Regions from separate parts of the Bos taurus genome. Here region 2 is linked to region 1. A link is a contact called in public Hi-C data. All regions are on one chromosome and are shown on one strand. Each heading gives the region's core, a stretch centred on a gene start, on an enhancer-like site or on the middle of the called end of the contact. The rest is flanking DNA. Distances are from core to core; before and after follow the strand shown.

What was found. A called contact is a pair of places that touch in the nucleus more often than the background predicts.
Region 2: a contact with region 1 is called in a Hi-C map of liver, with 4 times the contacts expected there. The contact joins the enhancer-like site here to the promoter of LOC618071 in region 1. A contact is called at or near these places in 4 of 11 Hi-C or Micro-C datasets (blastocyst, liver and skeletal muscle).

What each region holds. Positions count from the first base shown.
Region 1 is chr7:20,434,657-20,440,083 of ARS-UCD2.0, forward strand. It overlaps LOC618071, which reads left to right and starts at 2,736. Exons shown (of 3, transcript NM_001206718.1): 1 at 2,736-2,867; 2 at 2,959-3,070; 3 at 4,056-4,980. The coding sequence starts at 2,789. The coding sequence ends at 4,176. SMIM24 (small integral membrane protein 24) reads left to right here. Exons shown (of 4, transcript NM_001206717.1): 4 at 858-1,820. The coding sequence ends at 1,023.
Region 2 is chr7:20,529,387-20,534,813 of ARS-UCD2.0, forward strand. No RefSeq gene overlaps it. Among named protein-coding and RNA genes, the nearest start is that of NFIC, 23 kb to the left of the region's middle. Within about 2 kb of position 3,350, at least 24 of the 102 cell types and tissues checked have an H3K27ac peak or open chromatin away from gene starts, as enhancers often do. A contact at or near this core is called in liver, where this site is marked.

The sequences.
Region 1 (5,427 bases), core at 1,486-3,985:
GGTCCAGGCTGTGTCCTCAGGGCCCTGCCCAGGGCCTGGCATGCAGTAGGCACTTACTAAATACCTGTTGAACAAGATGGTGGTGTGGGATAGTGCAGGGACTGTGTGCGTGTGATTTGGTGTGGGTGACTCTCCTGGATTCAGCGTCTCCCATGATCCTGTTTCCAGATGTGACTCTGATGAGAGCTCAGGGATGCGGGCAGGGCTGGAGGCTCTTATGGAGCAAGCACCCCAACTTGGGCAAAGGTTTGGGGACAGGAGTTGGAGCTGGGAGCTGGGAGGAGAATATCCTGGCTGGAAGATTCTCAGCTGAGCCTAAAATGCCTGAGGGAGGGGTCTGGGATGGACTATGCTTTGTTTAGACCCAGCTCAGCCCCAGTAAAGTGTGGTTCCTGCTCTCAGGATGTGCTGGAGGCTCCAGGTCCAATAAGTGCTCCTAATTCATAGTTTGCTCCCTGCCAGGTTCATTCCTTCCCCATCCATCCATTTACACTCCCACCCACAAATCCTCCCATCCATTCTCCCATCTATCCATCCATCCATCCACCCATCCATTCTCCCATCCATCCACCTATCCATCTATCCATCCACCCATCCATCTATCCATTCATCCATTCTCCCATCCATCCATCCATTCTCCTATCCATCCATCCATTCTTCCAATGAACAACTGAACCTTAGTTTCTGCCTTTGTGAAATGGAAATCACAAGGGTGCCTTGTAAGGGCTGTTTTGAAGATTCAGCAAAGACTTTTTGTGAAGCATTGGCACAGGTAAAGGCCTGGCACAGGTGAGGGTCTGTTAAATGGGAATGACTCTGTTTTGTTACCATGGTTTGGGGTTTTTGTGTCCCTACAGAAAAGAAGACAAGAAAGGGAAGGAAGAGAAGGAGGAAAAGGCTGAGGAGAAAAAAGCTGGGAAGGGGGAAAAGGCCAAGAAGAAAGGAAAGAGAAACTTCGGGCTGGAGCTAGAGGAAAATGAGGAGCGCAGGGACTACAAGAAAGTCAGGAACACGGCCATGTAAAGATTCAGTCACCTCCTCCAAGAAACCCGCCAGAGATGCCCCTTCCACACCCTAGAAGCAATGAACTGAACCTGAAGCCACTGTGGTGACTCCATCTGTGGTTGAGAGTACGGGGCCCTGAATGAAGAGGCTTGGGACCCTACCCACCCCCCACCAAGGAGGGCTCTTCGTGTGTTATACAGTCTATATTGTTATGATTTGTTCTATCTGGTGATTCTTCTTGCACTCGGAGACCATTCCTGGTTCGCGAGAAACCCCCAACCCCTACAATCTCACCGCTCTACCTGCTTTTCCCCACTGCCTGACATCTATGGGCCAAAACCTCCTTCCTCCCGTTCAGCTTCAGGACCAGTATAGGCCAGGGACTGGGGGAGAGCCTTTCAGAAGGGCTTCCGTTGTCCCCTGGGACTCAGTTTCCCCAGGAGGAGACAGCTTTGGGGGCTGGGAGCAAGGCCTGGGCAGCTGTGGAAGACCAAACTCCACTGTGCCCAGGTGCTGGGCAGATCAGACGCTCCCCTTGCAATCTTGATCCTGCCGTCCTGAACCCTGAACTTTGAGCCCCGAGGGCTGTCTCCTGGGAAAGCCTTGCTCCCTCCACCCCCAGGTTTTTGGCTCACGTGACTCCATTTCCAGAAACTGGGTCTTGATGGGTGGGGTGCCCCTGGGTGCACCATCTTGGGAGGGGACAAGCCTCCCCTGCTCTCTTCACTTTCTTCAGGCCCTGGACCTTGCCCTGGATGTTAACCATTTCCTAATGAGAACTTTGATAAAGGCTGGTGTTTATCATTTTATTTATTTATTGGCTGTGCTGGGTCTCCGTTGCTGCGCAGGTTTTTCTCTAGTTGTGGCCAGCGGGGGCTACTGTCTTGTTGTGCAGGCTTCTCGTTGTGTTGGCTTCTCTTGTTGCGGAGCAGGCTTCAGTAGTTGCATTAGGGCTCTCTTGTGAAGCCTGTAGCTGGGGTGGTAGCCCAGAAGGCGGGGAGCTTCTGAGACTATCCCAGGATCGGCCACCAGGGGGCAGAAAAGCCGTAAATAAAAATATATAATCTCCCTAAAAGATGCTTCCACTGAACGCCTAGCATCCTTATGGTCTCAGTCTCTGTCGGTTTGCAATTCGTCCCATTTTCCAGCTGAAAATACTGAGACTTAGAAAGAAGGACGCCACCAGCCCAGGTCTCCCTGGCTGTTGTTGGCAGCGCTGGGATGGAAGCCTAGGCTGCCCAAGGGACGGGCACATGCAGGGGCTGGCTCAGGTCAGATTTGGAGGTTCATGTCCTAGGACGGGAGAGGGTTGGGGTAGGGGGTGTTCCTAGCTGGGAGAACTGTGTTCCTCTGGGATGCTATGTGGTCCCAGGGAAGTGGCCTAACTTCTCTGAGCCTCGAGTTGGCTCCTCTTTTGCAATGTGAGGACCAGAGTTCTGACCACCAGAGTGTGAGACTTGATGGAGGTGCTGGGACTTCAGAGCCAGTGCAATGCCTGGTGGTCAGGAAATGAGTTCCCCACCCTTCTCGAGCCGCCCCTGCTGTGGCTCTGACCGTGGAGAGTGAGAGTCAGGATGGGCCTCAGGGAGACAGGGACAAGGAAGCTCAGGACCCTGAGCCCCTCCCCATGGTGCCCGGAACTCAGGGAGGGGACCCCACCTCCTACTTCCTGGGGCACCGGCCACACCCTGCCCTGGGGTGCGCTGGGCAGGCCACTTCCTTCTCCCGCCGGGGCTGCAACCCCAGAATCTGCTGGATAGGGGCGAGGACAAGAGGGCGCAGGATGGGTAAATTCTGTACGACCCCCGGTCAACTCTCTCTTCTCGCAGCTCTGGTCCCAAGGCTGGTGCAGGCCCAACCCCGTAAGGCCTTGGGAGGGAGTGGGGGTGGAGTAGGGAAAACAGTCCTAACCTGGCGGCCCCGACGCTGACCCAACCCTGCTCCCGCCCGCAGTGGCCCAGCGGAAGTCGTGGCTGGTGGGGCTGGGGGCTGCGCTGGCCTTCCTCTTCCTCATCTTTGTCCTCACCTTGGTCTATGCCGTCTGGTGCCGGGAGTCCCAGGACAGGTGGGTTCTCATCCTTCTGAGCCCCTCCCCTTCGCTTACTCTTTAGCATCTCAGCTCCGCCCCTCTCTGAGTCCCACCCCTCTAAGCTCCTCCTCGTGCCAAGCCTCTCCCTTACTAGCCCCTCTTCTCTATGAGTCCCGCCCTTCTGAGCCCCGCCCCTCGCCGGTCCCTCCCCTATAAGCTCCTCCCCTACCGAGCCCCTCCCCTCTCTGAGTCCTGCCCCTCTAAGCCCCTCCTCGCGCCAAGCCCCTCCCCTCTAAGCCCCTCCCCTCTAGGAGCCCCTTCCCTTTCCGAGCATCCTCCAAGACTGGGCAGGACCAGCGGGGTAATACTCTGATTCTGAGAGGTCCCCAGGGGGGCCTCACAGGACCTCACTGGCTTTGCTCCTGACTACCTACCCGCAAAACAAGGGTGGCTTCCTCACAGAGATCCCCCATCCCTAGGATGTGTTTCAATAGGGGGGTCTATAAAGTATCACCCCAATGCCAACACCACCCATTTCTCCATCCACCTGTCCATCATCCATCCATCATCCCCCCGACCTGTCTCCCACCTTCTCTCTCTCCTTCCCTCCTTCCATCATCCATCCCTCTTATCTGTTCATCCATCCATCCACCCACCTTCCCACCATTCATGCATGCGTCTATTCGTTCATCTATCCACACACTCATTAATCCATCCACCCATCCGTCGGTCAAGCCCTTCATCTCTCTGCCCGTCCACTCACCCACAGTTCTGAAACCCAGGAAGCCAAAGAGGCCAGAAATTAAGAGCTCAGTTTTGGCTCATACAGTTCGAGCTCCTGAACTTCCTTCGTGTTCTAAGGGGGTCAGTGTCCTAAGCTGCCTGAGTCTCGTCCCCTTCTGTGTCATGGGAACAGTGAGGGTGCCTGCAGGACTCAGAGCTTCTGGGAGAATTGTCAGAGGCCTGGAGCACTGTCTGTCCTTATTAACTCGGATTATCTGGGCTCTTCTGGTCTCCACAGCAGTGAAGAGAAGGAAGAGGAGACTGTGAGAAAGGAGAAGGGAGAGGACGACTGGGGGCTGGAACTGGAGGAGACAGAGGGGCCTCTGAACCATGAAGCAATGGCAAGTTCCTCCACATGAAGTCTTCCCACTCATCTCCTCCAGGCAGTCCTCCAGGGATGCCCCAATGCCTTCTCCACACCCTATCAGCAAAGGACCTGGTCCTGGGGCCAGTAAGATGACTCTCTGGGACTCAGAGGTCTCAGAACCCGCCCCAAATCCCTCTCAGAGGGCTCTCTGTGTGTTACCTGGTAGTCCCGTACCCCTTCTCAAGCTTGGTCTCCACCTGATGATTCTTCTTGAGCTTGGAGGGCGCCCTTGGAGAAGGAGCCGCCCACATCCCTCCAAGAACCCCCCCGCCCCACTGTCTCCTGTCTCTTTACCCAGTCCACCGCAGGCATCTTTTTACGCAGCGCCTGATTTCTTTTCCCACCTCCAATTTCTGTCAGGTTTGGATTTCATCAGAGAAGGCAGGTCCTCCTGTTGCCCAGGTGTAAGCTCTTCCAAGAGCTTTCTTTGAGTCCCAGTCCCTCTCCTTGCTGCTGTTCGCTGTCCCTGAACATGAACTTTGAGCTGGCTCAGCGTGCAGGGCCGTTTCCTGGGAGATGAAGGCTTCTCCTACCCTGTGCTGAGTCTCAGCATTCTGTCCTGCACGCTAGCACTCCCAGGGGGTGGGTTGGGGGTGCAGGGGTGGGAGTAGGGGGGCGACACAGGATCATTATCCCCTCTTCCTGTCCTGCACTCCTGGTGGGGAGGCCCCATAGAGAAGGAGCTGGAGTCCTCACTTCTTTGCTGTGTATCCCGGAGCAAGTAACTTAACCGCTGTGTGCCCAAGAGTCTAGTTCTGTAAAAGGAAAGAATAAATCCTTCTTAAGTTGTCACGAGGAACTGAATGAAATACTGCCTACAAAACTCCGGAGCGCAGGACCCAGCACCCTAAAGGCATCTAACAAGCATCAGCTTTCTGTATGCTGAAATGGTGAGGATGGGGGTAGGGGCAAAGGAGCCTGCCGCCTCAGACTTGGGGGATCCGGAAGGTCAGAGGGTGTGTTTTCAGACGACAGTTCTGGGAGCGTAGTTCTCAGTCCTCCGGTTTCCTCCAGGCGAGGCCCGGGGCTTCCGCGTGGGTGGCCGTGCGGAGGGTGGGGCGGGAAAGGAGAAGGGAGGTGCTGTCTGGGCTCCTCCCTTTCCGCAGGGGCGGGACTTCCCTACTAGGAGGCTTCTGGGGGCATTTCGGGGGCGTTTTTAGGTTGTCGCAAGCCTTCCCCTTTTATGGCATTCAGTGGGGAGTCAGTGCTGGGACAGCCCTTTCAAGGCCCCCAAATTGTTTTA
Region 2 (5,427 bases), core at 2,100-4,599, 95 kb after region 1:
CCCGACTTTGTGCTAACTCTTTTACAGACTCAATGCAGTAATTCTCAAAGCTGCCCTCTCAGGGGTGTAGGACTGTTGCCTCCATTTTATAGATGGGGAAATTCAGGCCCAGAGACAAGAGGGTCTGTTCCAGGGTTCTGTGCAACATACAGCTAGCTTCCCAGGTCATTTGTACTCATACCCCTGTTTCTGCTAAGCTAGGTCTGCTCCCCGGCCTTTCACCCTAATCTTCCCGGAAGGTGGGAGGCACTGCTGTTGACCCACTCAGGGTGCAGTTCCTCCAGCCCCCCAGCTTCTCTGGGCTCATCCCTGCAGCCATCCAAACAGGAGGCAAGGGAAGCAAAGCAGCAAGAGAGACTGGGGTTAGACACCTAGTGGCACTTCCTGGCTTTGGAGACTGGTAGAGCAGGAAATGTACCTGAAATATTCCCCCTACTGGAAACATTTCATACCCTTGGAGCAGAGCAAAGAGCAAGTGAGTGACGACCCTTCTGGACAAGACAGGGAGACTGCAGTTCCAGGAGGCATGACCATTTCCCCATGGGCAGGGGATGCCCAGCAGCTGGGAAACTGTATCCCTGAGGGCTTTGATATTGTCCAGATGCCTTGGCTCTAGAGTCAGGCTGAACTGGGTTGGAATCCTGGTTTGGTCATTAGTTTGCCTGGTGACTTTGTGGGGGAGCTTGCCATTGCTGGGGACATTGAGAATGCCATGGAGGGTGGTAGCCGGAGTCAAGCCCAGACTTCCACAGAGGCCATTGGAGAAGGCCTCCACCCAGCACCTTTGCCAGAGGGCCTGGCACAGGCACCTGGGTGTGGACTCGGGCACCGCCTGGCACTCTGGAGCCTGCCCACACATGCCGACCTGGGCACAGCCTCCAGAGTCCCACTCTTGTGTCTCTGGCATCTCTCCTTCGAATGGAGAAACTGAGGCTGGGACCTCGTGAGGTGGGAGCTACTGACCAATTCAGGATGGCCGTGGGGACACAGCCTACCTGGCCCCCATGACCGCCCAGCTCAGGGCTCCCCAGGCTGCTTGTCTCCCGCTGTTGCATGGGAACTCAGACAAGTTGCTGTTTTCTGGTCCTCGGTTTCCCCATTGGTCTGAGAGGAACTCACTGACGTGCCTGGGGGCGCTGCTGCAAGTAACAGATATCATGCACTTCCGTGCAGCAACAGGGGCAGGAGTGACACTGTGATTTCCGGTCCCACAGGGCCCAGGAGGCCTCTTCCCCTGAATCCCACCTGCCAGGCCCCAGCAGTCAGGCCACTGAAGGCTCAGACCCCAGCTCTGCTGCTCGAAGATGGTGAGGCCTCGAGCAGGAGGCATCCTCGTCTCAGTTTCCCCATCTGTAAAATGGGCACATCCACATGATGATCACAGTTGCCACTCTTTGCAGGCTGCCTTGCTGGCTAGAGGAGGGCCCCAGAGACAGACCTCCCACATCCCCTGAGTAGGGTTGGGGGTCTCCTCTTCCCACCATGGGGGCTCTCTCCCACCTCCTGCCAGCTGCTCGTAAAAGTCCTGCCAAATGGGAGGTTTCTTTGCCTTCTAAAAATTAGGGGGCAACTCCTGCTCCTCTCAGTCTTAAAAGGGAGCTCCTTGGCCTTCGCCCTTTGCCCTCCGACCTCCAGCAGCCAGGTAGGGGGAACCCAACAAGTAGGGAGAGCAAGTCAGAAAGGTAGTAGGAGCCTGGTAATTGGGCCCCAGGTCACACCCAGGTAGATGTGCCACTTAGGGGGGCGTTTCTTGGGAGTGGGAGCCTCAGGTGAGGACTGAAGTCCTAGCACTGCAGCCTAGGCTGGGGGGCGGGGAGCGGGTGGCTGGCACCCAAGGTGGGTCATAACGGCAGGAAGTCGGTTACAGAGGGAGAGAGTCGTTGGCACTGTGATTTCCGGCTGTGCTGCTGGGTTATGTAAAGGGCAGAGCCGCGGGGTGGGGAGGGCGGGCACCTCAACATTGTTGCCCACCTGGCCTGGCTGACAATGGAAGGACAGAGTTTCAGAGTAGGGGTTGGCACTAATTTGAATCGGACCATGGGGACTGATGCCCTCAGCTCATTTCTCCACCTCCTCAGCCTCCCATCCACTGGGCACCATCAGGTGGAGGGGTGGGAGGCAGCCCTCTGGGTTTCTCAACTCTCCCGGCCCTGCCCCAGAGGCAGGGGACCCCAGTCTTGGTTTGCCGGTCTGTGCAATAGGCCTGGCTTGCATATTTATTTACTTTTGTTGTTGTTCTTTCTTCTTCTTTTTTTTTTTCTCAAGGATAAGAGACTTTTTAATTTATTTTAATTTTTTTTTTTTTTGATGACTACTATATGTTTGGGCTTCCCAGGTAGCTCAGTTGTAAAGAATCCTCCAGCAATGCAGGAGATGTGGGTTCAATCCCTGGGTTAGGAAGATGCCCTGGAGAAAGAAATGGCAACCCACTCCAGTATTCTTGCCTGGAGAATCCCATGGAAAGAGGAGCCTGGCGGGCTACAGTCCATGGGGTGGCAAAGAGTCAGACAAGACTTAGTGACTAAACCACCACCATCGTAACCACCATCACCACCACCGTACATTTATCCATCATATCATGTAGATACAAAGTTAAAGAAATAGAAAAAAAATTTTTTTCCTTGTGTTGAGAACTCTCTGAACAGACTGGGCTGAGGGGAGGTGGCCTCTCCACTTCACAAAGGAACACAGTGAGTCTTGGTGAGGACCACCACAGTCATGAGGCCTCACGTCCAGTCCCAAGCTGTCCTGGCCCCAGTGTGGATCCCACCTCTTGGTTCATCAGCCCGCATTAACTGAGCACCTGCTATGCATTCACTCCTTCTGGGGCTTTCTTCACAACCTGGAGGCCAGGACCCCCACTTTCTGGAAGAGGAAACTGAGGGGACAAATCTGGGGTCAGAGAGGGGCCAGAGCCTGACTTGGGTGTCCTCACTTTAGGCCCTATGATTCCATCCTTGGTAGCTCAGTTGGTAAAGAATCTGCCTGCAGTGCAGGAGACCCGGGTTCCATCCCTGGGTTGGGAAGATTCCCTGGAGGAGGAAATGGCAACCCACTCCAATATTCTTGCCAGGAAAATCCCATGGACAGAGGAGCCTGGCGGGCTTTACAGTCCATGGGATCACAAAGAGTCGGACACGACTTAGCAACCACCATCACTACTCCCATCCCTCAGACACGCGCTGCACCCACCACGCCCAGCCCACCACCCCTGTGCCCCTTCCACCACCTAAACCTGGACTTGGGGGTGCGCAGAGGCCACTGAATCTTCACGGAGTGGGGGTGGGGCGGTGGCTAAGGTCAGGCTACAGACCCCGCCCCCTTCTGGGAGGGGCCTGGCCAAGAGCTCCGTTAACAGGGCGATTAAAGAATGACAGATGCGGGGGAAAGCCTGAAAGAATTAAGCCAGCGCTTGGAGAGGTAGGTTTATATAATCTCGGGTACGACGTGTCCTCTGGAGCCAGGATTAGGTGCTGCCGTTTCCCAGGCAGCCTTGGGGGAGGTAGCATTCCGCTCCTGCTCTGCCCTGCTCCACTGGGGCTACCCCCTCCCCAACCCAGCCCGCCTGGACACCTGCTGGGGGAAGCTTGGGGGCTGCAGGGGCCGGTTCCCCTGGGAGGGCGCCAGCTCTGCCCGAGGAGGGGGAGACGGGTCTAGGAAGTGTGCCACCTGGCAGATCCACTCCCAGGTTCTGCCTTGCACAACCGGCTCCTGACCCTGGACAAACCCGAGGCCTCACGTTCTCTTCTGGAGAATGGGTTTTGCAGGTTTAAACATTTGGAGCATGGTGTACAGTTGGTGCTGAATAATCCTAGACCTTGGGAGGCCTTGGAAGCTGAAACGTGGGCTAGCCACATTGTCCATTGGCTATCAACATTGCTGACGGACTTCCCTGGTGGCCCAGTGGTTAAGAATTCACCTGCCAATGCAGGGGACATGGGTTTGATCCCTGGTCTAGGAGGATTCCACATGCTGCTTGGTAACTAAGGCTGAGGGCCACAACTACTGAGCCTGTGCTCTAGAGCCTGCCAGCCACTGCAGTGAGAAGCCCTCACACCACAACTAGAGAGCAGCCCCACACCCACGGCGGCTAGAGAAAGCCCGCACACAGCAGTGAAGACCCAGTGCAGCCAAAAATAAAAAATATTTTAAAAACGAATGCTGACTGCAATAATAATAAAGTCTAACAATCATTTCAGTTTTCCTTATGCCATTCAGTGTCCCTTGATAGTATGTGTTGTTTTTCCTCTGTAGTCTGTCTCTCTCCCTGGAATGCCAGCTCCACAGGCACCCAGGAAGCACCCTGCATACAACTGCGGCACTGTTCATGTGTACTGCACAGCCACTCGGGAACATGCTCTGTGCTGGGACGCTCACATTGGAACCCCTTGGCAACCTCACAAAACCAGGAAGGGGTGTTTTATGGCTCCTATTTCCCAGAGGCAGAAACTGATGCTCAGAAGGGGAGGCTCACCTGCTCAAGGTCATCCTGCAAAGAAGTGACGGAGCTGAGGTTCTCATCCAGCTCCCTTTGCCGTCCGAGGCTCCTGGCCAAGTTGCTGCCTGGCTCCTCCTGGACTCATACGCTTGCAGGACTAAAGCGCAAGGAAACATGGGGCAACCAGAGATGCCTGGACCTTTGCGTCCACCCATCAGGCCTTGTGGGGAGCTACAAGGGGGGTCAGCAGTGTCACTTTTTTGGAGGGCCTGTGTTGGGGGACTGTGGGCGCAATAGGGGATAGACAGTGCAGGAGGAGGGGAAGAGGAAACTTGTTCCCATCACACATCACAGCCATGGTACCCTGGCCTCCAACAACCAGGCTGGGGATCCAGAGTGACTCCCACCCCCAAGGAGGATGCGCTGCAACCACTCAGCTTTTTCCGGTAACTATTACTCAGCTCCGGCATCTGGGAGAAAGGTCAGGGATGTGGCCAGCAGCAGTAACTGGACTGGATGAGGGAGAGGGTGGAATTCCCACTCCTCCCAACTCCCGGGCTGGCTTCCTGCTGCCTCCTTGCAGGTGTTGGATGTCCCCAGAGTCAGGGAGGGGGCAGGAGAGACTCCCCGATCTCTATATGGCCCAGAGAGTCATACAGGGCAGACTCCATGCTGGTCCAGCCCATGATCCGCTTCCTGCCATGCTGGCCACCTGTCGCCAGCCTTCGGGACACACACTCACCACTGTAACTGAATCTACCAGGCAGCTCTGTGGATCCCCCCACCCTGTGACTGGCGCAGACTCAGGGAGAGTGAGATGGGAGGGGGCAGGAGGGGCAGAGCAGGAGTTGGCAAGCAGGGCCAGGCTTCAGTCCTTCATCCTCTGCTCTCTCCCTCCTCCTGCTCTTCCATCTTCCAGATGGGCAGTTACCTAATTTCCTCCACTGCTCATAGCCTGTGACACCCCTGTGGGTCCACTGTGCGTGGGG